Regions from separate parts of the Oryctolagus cuniculus genome. Here region 1 is linked to region 2. A link is a contact called in public Hi-C data. All regions are on one chromosome and are shown on one strand. The core of a region is the stretch at or near the end of the contact, and the rest is flanking DNA. Distances in the headings are between cores, read along the strand shown.

The links. Hi-C and Micro-C count contacts between places; a contact is called where the count stands out from the background.
Region 1: a contact with region 2 is called in a Hi-C map of an unstated tissue, with 2.5 times the contacts expected there. The contact joins the enhancer-like site here to the promoter of NDEL1 in region 2. A contact is called at or near these places in 2 of 6 Hi-C or Micro-C datasets (ear pinna and an unstated tissue).

What each region holds. Positions count from the first base shown.
Region 1 is chr17:52,922,485-52,925,898 of mOryCun1.1, reverse strand. MYH10 (myosin heavy chain 10) reads left to right here. Exons shown (of 42, transcript XM_070061373.1): 42 at 696-2,286. The coding sequence ends at 840. Among named protein-coding and RNA genes, the nearest start is that of NDEL1, 42 kb to the right of the region's middle. Within about 2 kb of position 1,543, at least 1 of the 8 cell types and tissues checked has an H3K27ac peak or open chromatin away from gene starts, as enhancers often do. A contact at or near this core is called in ear pinna, where this site is marked.
Region 2 is chr17:52,881,087-52,884,102 of mOryCun1.1, reverse strand. NDEL1 (nudE neurodevelopment protein 1 like 1) reads right to left here and starts at 1,625. Exons shown (of 10, transcript NM_001082020.1): 1 at 1,468-1,625.

The DNA of each region.
Region 1 (3,414 bases), core at 294-2,793, 42 kb before region 2:
GCCAGCTGCATCTCAACCCACCGTGCGCCAACGCAGACCCAGACCCCCACCACCACCACCACAGGTAACCTGAGCAGGACCCAGGGAGAGCGTGCACCCCACACCAGAGTACCAGGGTCTCTTCCCTGCGCCAGATCCTGGGAGGCAGCACTGATGGCCCAGGTAGTTACGATCCAGCTGTTAGAGACATGTGGGGAACAAGCCAGATAGATGGGAACTCTCGAAATAAGGTAAAAAATAAACGGGCCGAGGCTGCTGGCAACGCACCATCAGCTCCACGCTGGGTCTGCGCCGTGGCCCATGCCTGCTTCTGTACAGCCAGCAAGCCCGCGACGGTTTGTACATTGGAAGGGATTGTAAAAACCCCAAGAACACGGGAGCCAGCCTCCATGGCTTGCAAAGGTAAACTCACAGATCCGCTGTGTGGCCCTGGGAGAAGGGGGCGTCCGCTGTGGCTCATGCTCCTCACCCTTCCCGTCACCAGCAGTCGATCAAGCCAGTCCCACCGAGAGCCCTGGTCTGTGTACGCAGCGTGTTGCCTGGGTGGGGGCAGTTCCTTCCCCAGATGTACCCTCCCACCACAAGTGCAAGGAAGGGGTGGAACAGAAGGCCCAGCGTCACTAGGGGCCGGACACGCTGACAGCCGCACGCTCTTGTGCATTTACCCACACGTGTCTGCTCTCTGTTCTCTCCAGGCGTGGGGGCCCAATTAGCTTCTCTTCCAGCCGATCTGGCCGGCGCCAGCTGCACATCGAGGGGGCTTCCCTGGAGCTGTCAGATGACGACACAGAAAGTAAGACCAGTGATGTCAACGAGACGCAGCCACCCCAGTCCGAGTGAAGTCGCGGGAAGCCGGAGGGGGCAATGCGGTGGGACGCAGAGGAACTCGCCCCGGCGCCAGCCTGCCCGGGGCCTCCTACGCGTTTAGGAAATTGGCAAGCTACGGGACTCCTTACGAAAGATCAACCGTGTCTTAAGACTCTGCAGCCTACGCGTCCTGTATCCTGCTTCAAATTAGGCACAGCCGCTCCCCTTTTTATATATACAGACACCAGACACGCGCGTATTCCAGATTCTCCTCATCCCATCTATTTTCCATATAGTCATCGAGAGACATTTTATAACACATGTTAAGAAGAGATCCCTTTTTAAAACGAACTCCGGACCCCTGGAGGCCAGTCGCTGGGTTGGGGGCAGCCCGTGGCCGCCGCCGTCGCTCTGCATGCTCTGTCGCAGACAGATCACTTAGTTCTGTGTCCGTGTGGCCCGACTCCTCAGCCACATCAGTCGCTTAGAACATTGTGGAACCCAAACTGCACTTGTGTCTCTCATTTCCTTCGAAAAATGATACGCTGTTTCCGTGAGCAAACTGTGAAGGGGGCTTGGGAACCATCAGAGGGGTGGCTGCACTGGGGCTGCCGCGCCCTCCAGTTGACAGTGTCCCTGAGTCCACCCACGTGAACTGTCCAGCCAGGGCTGGTGTGGGCATTGAGGGTGGAGGCCCCAGGTGGCAGCCAGAGCCTGGTGGCGCTCAGTCTTCCCAAGGCTCCCCCCTCGCCAGCCAGGCCCCCATGCCGACCTTGCAAATTCAGCCGCTGCTTTGAGCCCAAGATGGGAACATAGGTTTTGTGTCCGAGGCTTGTTCCAAGCTTGTCAGTGAGGTTAAGAGGACCTCAGGGACAGAGGCCACTGCCTGAATGTTGACATGCCAGTGGGGTGAATCCCTTCTCACTTTTCCTTTTCCCTCCCCTCGGGACAGTGTTACAGTGAACACTTAGCATTCTGTTTTTGGTTGATAGCTGAGCAAACTGACATTACAGAAAGTGCCTTAGACACTACAGTACTAAGACAATGTTAAAATATATTATTTGCCTCTCAATAATTTAATGTATTAAGTTTTAACTGTGCTTCATATCATGTACCTCTAGTCAAAGTGGTATTACAAACATTCAGTGACAATGAATCAGTGTTAATTACAAATCCTTGATCCTCTGCAATGTGCTTGAAAACACAAGCCTTTTGGGTGAAAAGCTTTAACATCTGTTAGGCAGAACTCGTCGTGTGGGTTTGGAATCTTTGAGTTTCCCCTTTATGAACTGTCCTGGCTGTTGACCACCAGACACCTGACTGCAAATATCTTTTCTTGTATTCCCATATTTCTAGACAATGATTTTTGTAAGACAATAAATTTATTCATTATAGATATTTACGCCTGCTCTGTTTACTTGGAGAGAAAAGCACCCATTAAGAATGAACAGACCTCAATAAACGAGAATAATCACGTGACCATGGAATCTTGTTTTCACCTTCTGTTCTCAGCTTTCCGTCTCTGATCGGATTGGAGGGTGGCTAGCTATGCAGACTTAAATTGACACCACTGGCCCCCTTTCCTCCAGGGGCACTGTCTCCCAAAAACTGCCGAATGGCAGACCCATTCCCTGGGCAATCCTGACTCCAGGCGGCCTCCAGGGGAGATGCACCCAGGAGGAAGAGAGGGCCTGAGGGCAGGGGCTGGAACCCAGCTGTCAGGGGAGCAATCTGGGAGTGACACTCACTACCGAATCTGCGCAATCTAAAGGGTCCCGAGCGGGCAGAATGCACACTGAAAACAAAGCTTGGGGCTAGTGTTGTGGTGCAGGGGCTTCTAACAGCCACCTCTTAGAAAACCAGCACCGGTTCAAAGCCAGCTGCTCCACTTCCAGTCCAGCTCCCTGCTAATACACCTGGGAAGGCAAACTGGACCCCACGTGGGAGACCACAATGGAGTTCCTGGCTGAGCTTCAGTCTGGCCCAGGCCTAGTTGTTGCAGGCATCTGAAGAGTGAACCAGGGGTGGACGATCTTGGTCTCTTTCTGTCCCTCTGCTTTTCAAATAAATCATACAAAAAAAAGATAAGCTTATTTTGGAACAAAAGTTGAAATCCATATACACATAATACACATTTTCCATGAATGTTTTTCCAAATTTCTTGGGTAGATTTCAAAATATTTTTTCTCCCAGGGATGGGTAAAGTTGGTGACAGAAAGTACGCCCTGAAGCCAGTGGACACGCGATCCCCACCAAGGCAGTTTAGTGTCAAACAGTGCACTGAGATGTATGGGCAGAGCACTGGGGTTCTGCACGCCGGCCCGGAGTGAAAACTGCCCTCATCTGAACCTCTCAGTGAAGGGGGAGGCTGGCCCCAGGCCTTCCCGCGCTCCTCACTGCCACACTCCGGCGGGGAGCTAGCCGGCTGCTCAGGCTGTGACACACACAGTGCAGCGGCCATAAACTGTCGGCCTTGTGTTCTGAATGCCCGGCAAAGGTTTCTAGGTGACTCATTAGACTACACAGTGGTGGGTTTTTTCAGTGAAGATTCCTTCTAGTTGGCCACTGTGGAACCAGGAACTACAGTCAGTCTGCCAAGAAGTAACC
Region 2 (3,016 bases), core at 376-2,875:
TCAATCACAAATATGGTCTCCATTTTGATCCTGACAAACTTCTTTTTCTACTTTATTAGATGCTCAGAAACTTACATCAGAAGTAGTTTTAGGCTTTAGTAACCAAATTTATCTCTGCATGGCTCGAAATGAAGAAAAAAAAAGCTTGGCAGACGAAGGCAATATCTAAGCTTTTACTGAGACTATTTATTTTAAATGCTGCTTATCCAACTTCAATCTATTTAATTTAAAAAGCCAAAGCAGAGCTCCAGCTACATAAGATTTAACAGCTTCTAGCTTGGCCAGCTCAGCCACTAACCAGAGCTAACCCAAGGTTTTGGTCGTTGCTTTTGCACTTCTATTTTAAATAGTAATTTAGTCCGGAAGGGACGGCTCACTCAGTTTCCCTTTTCTTCTCTTCAATCATGACTCAGAGCTGCACTTGCCCCTTCAATTTCATAATCTGACAGAACCATAGCCCTATCTCCTGGGTGCACGGAGAGGAAAACCACTTATCAGACAAAATAATTAACCAGCAACTTGTAAGGATGCTCCCGAGTTAAGATTTCTCTCCCAGCCGGGAGTTTGCTCAAGTCGTGCCCTGGCTTCTGGCGGATCTCGGGCAAGTCAGATTTTCTGCCTTGCTCTCCGAGGAGGGTACAGAAACCCCACCAGAAACCGCAACTCCAAGCCTGGAAACGTAAACCCTGACCCACGCTCGGCCACGCACTCACCAGCCGGCTGAACCTCAGGCTCAATCAATCACTTCATTAGCCCCACCTGGGCTCCATCGCCCCACCCCTCTAATGGCGGTAACAGAATCAGTCCAACTGAGGAGGAGGAGGTTCACGAGAGACAGCCAGGGGGGTTCCCGGACGCGTAGACCCCGAACGCAACCACCCAGGGGTGAGCGCTCTCGCTCCCTAGGCGAAACTCAAAGCCCAAGTTAGCTCCCTGCTCACCAGCAAGACAAGGGTTGGGCGAGCACAAGCCACGCGAACCCCTGGGGGGCGCGAGGAGCCAGGTCCACCGGGGAGCCGCGGGCGGCACAGAGGCGGCGAGAGACCAAATCCCGACCTGGCGTCCGAGCGCCCGCCGCCCACGGCACAGGGGGCGGGGAGGAGGGCTGCCCGGGCCGCACCTCGCGCCCACAGCGTCCCGGCCCGCGGTGCCACGTCCCGGCCTCCGTCCCCGCCACCCCTCACCCCACCCCGGGCCCGGGGCACAGCCTCCAGACGCCGCTCGGCTCCTCCGCCGCAGGCGCCCTCGCTGGGCCACACCTCGCACCGGGGCAGGGCAGGGGGCAGTTAGAGCGGTTGGGACAGTTGCTCCCCGGGCTGGCCGTCCCCGCACCTGAACCCAGTCCCGGCCCGGCCCGGCGGGGCCTCAGACAAGCCCCCGGGCCGGGCAGTCTCCCCAGGGACAGGCCCTACGGCGCCGCCCGCCAGGCTCGGCCTCCTCGGCAGGGGCCCCGCACCGCGGGCTCACCTCCAATGTGTCAAAAGCGCATGTTCGCCGCCGGCTGACCGACGCCTCAGCTCCGCTGGCCTGGCCAGGCCCGCCCAGCCGCTCAGCTCCGCTTCCCTCCGCAGCCCTGAGCTCCACTCCGCGCACCTCGGCACCCGGCTCCTCCCCGACACGTCAGGAGCTGCCTGGGTGTCCGAGGCCATTCTGTGACGCGCCGGGGGCGGAGTTCGGCGCATGCGCGCGAGTGCGCGGGCGCGCGGGGCGGGGCCGTGGGGAGGCCGGGGGTGCAGGGGGCCGGCACGAGCCCGACGCGCTGACGTCAGCGGGCGGCGTCCTTCTGCGCAGGCGCCTCCAGGCACCCACGACCTGCTAGTTTAGGCCGCTGCGGTTGCACGAAAAAGCGGTTCCTTGGCGGGGGGCGGGCAGAGGGGCATTTGGAATCATAGTTCAAAAAGATGGACATTTTAGGGAGTGGAAACTTAGGAGAGCCATTTTAGAAACAACCTTGCTGTGTGATGTGCAATGTAATTCTAATTTCAGGGCTCCTAGGATTGGATTGTGGGACTTTAGAGGTACAATCATAACGTGTGAGACAGGCTTGAGAGAGAGCAGGATGAGCCTCGGAGGCCCAGTTCTGCCTTTCGTGGAGATGGACCGTACCCAAGCTCAAAGGGATTAATGGGGTTTGTGGCAAGGCGAGCACCTTGAGCCAGACCGAAGGATATGGGGTTGGAAAAAAAAATGATGAGTAATGTGCCTTAGTTGTGCAATTTCTATCTGCTGGCAACTGTGCCAAACACTTGACTGGCGTTTTTTCAGCTTCCAACTGACCGCATTAGATAGCTGTTACTCCCATTTTACAAATGAGGAAACAGCACCGTGAAGTCGCCCACGGTCACTAAACTCTGAAGAAGAGGACTCAGGATGCAAACCCACCCAGTATGGATTGTCTTAACCCCGGCAACCACGCTTAACTACTTCTAGCCTTCTGCTCAGGAGGTTGGAACAGTAATAAGTTACAGGGCTAAAGCTAAGTGCTTGCTTTCACAGCATGACCTTTCTTAGTCCTCCAACGGGCCTGTGAGGTCAGAGCTGGTACCTGCTTCCTACATGCTGTAAACTAAGACCCAGGAAGCTGGGGGTTACACTCAAGCAGGTCTTCCTCCCAGGCCAGTGGCCTGGGACATCCTGGAATTTCATCCAGGCTCTTGGGCTGTGCCTCTGCTCAGGCTGATGAGCTCACAGGCAGGGAGGTCAGTCATGGAGGCTTTCCTGTGGCCCTGGTGCCAAGACGGAAAAGTCCCACCCCAAGAGGAAAAAATAAAGGCTGCAGCTCTCTGCCTCCTGGCTGAGGTGCTAGGAAAGGCGTTGAGTCATCTAATGGCAGGCTAGGCCTATCAGTAAGTGTAGACGTCATCTTCCAGCCAGCCTGCTCCTCCTCCCATGCAGCCTGCACCTAGAGCCGGTGTTTATCAGAACCGGTGTGTTGGCCTCATCTTAAGGGGTGGGCTTTGCTTGCTAGGATTCTCAGAGGCATCACAGGCCCTATACTGATGTCCTTCTTTCTTCT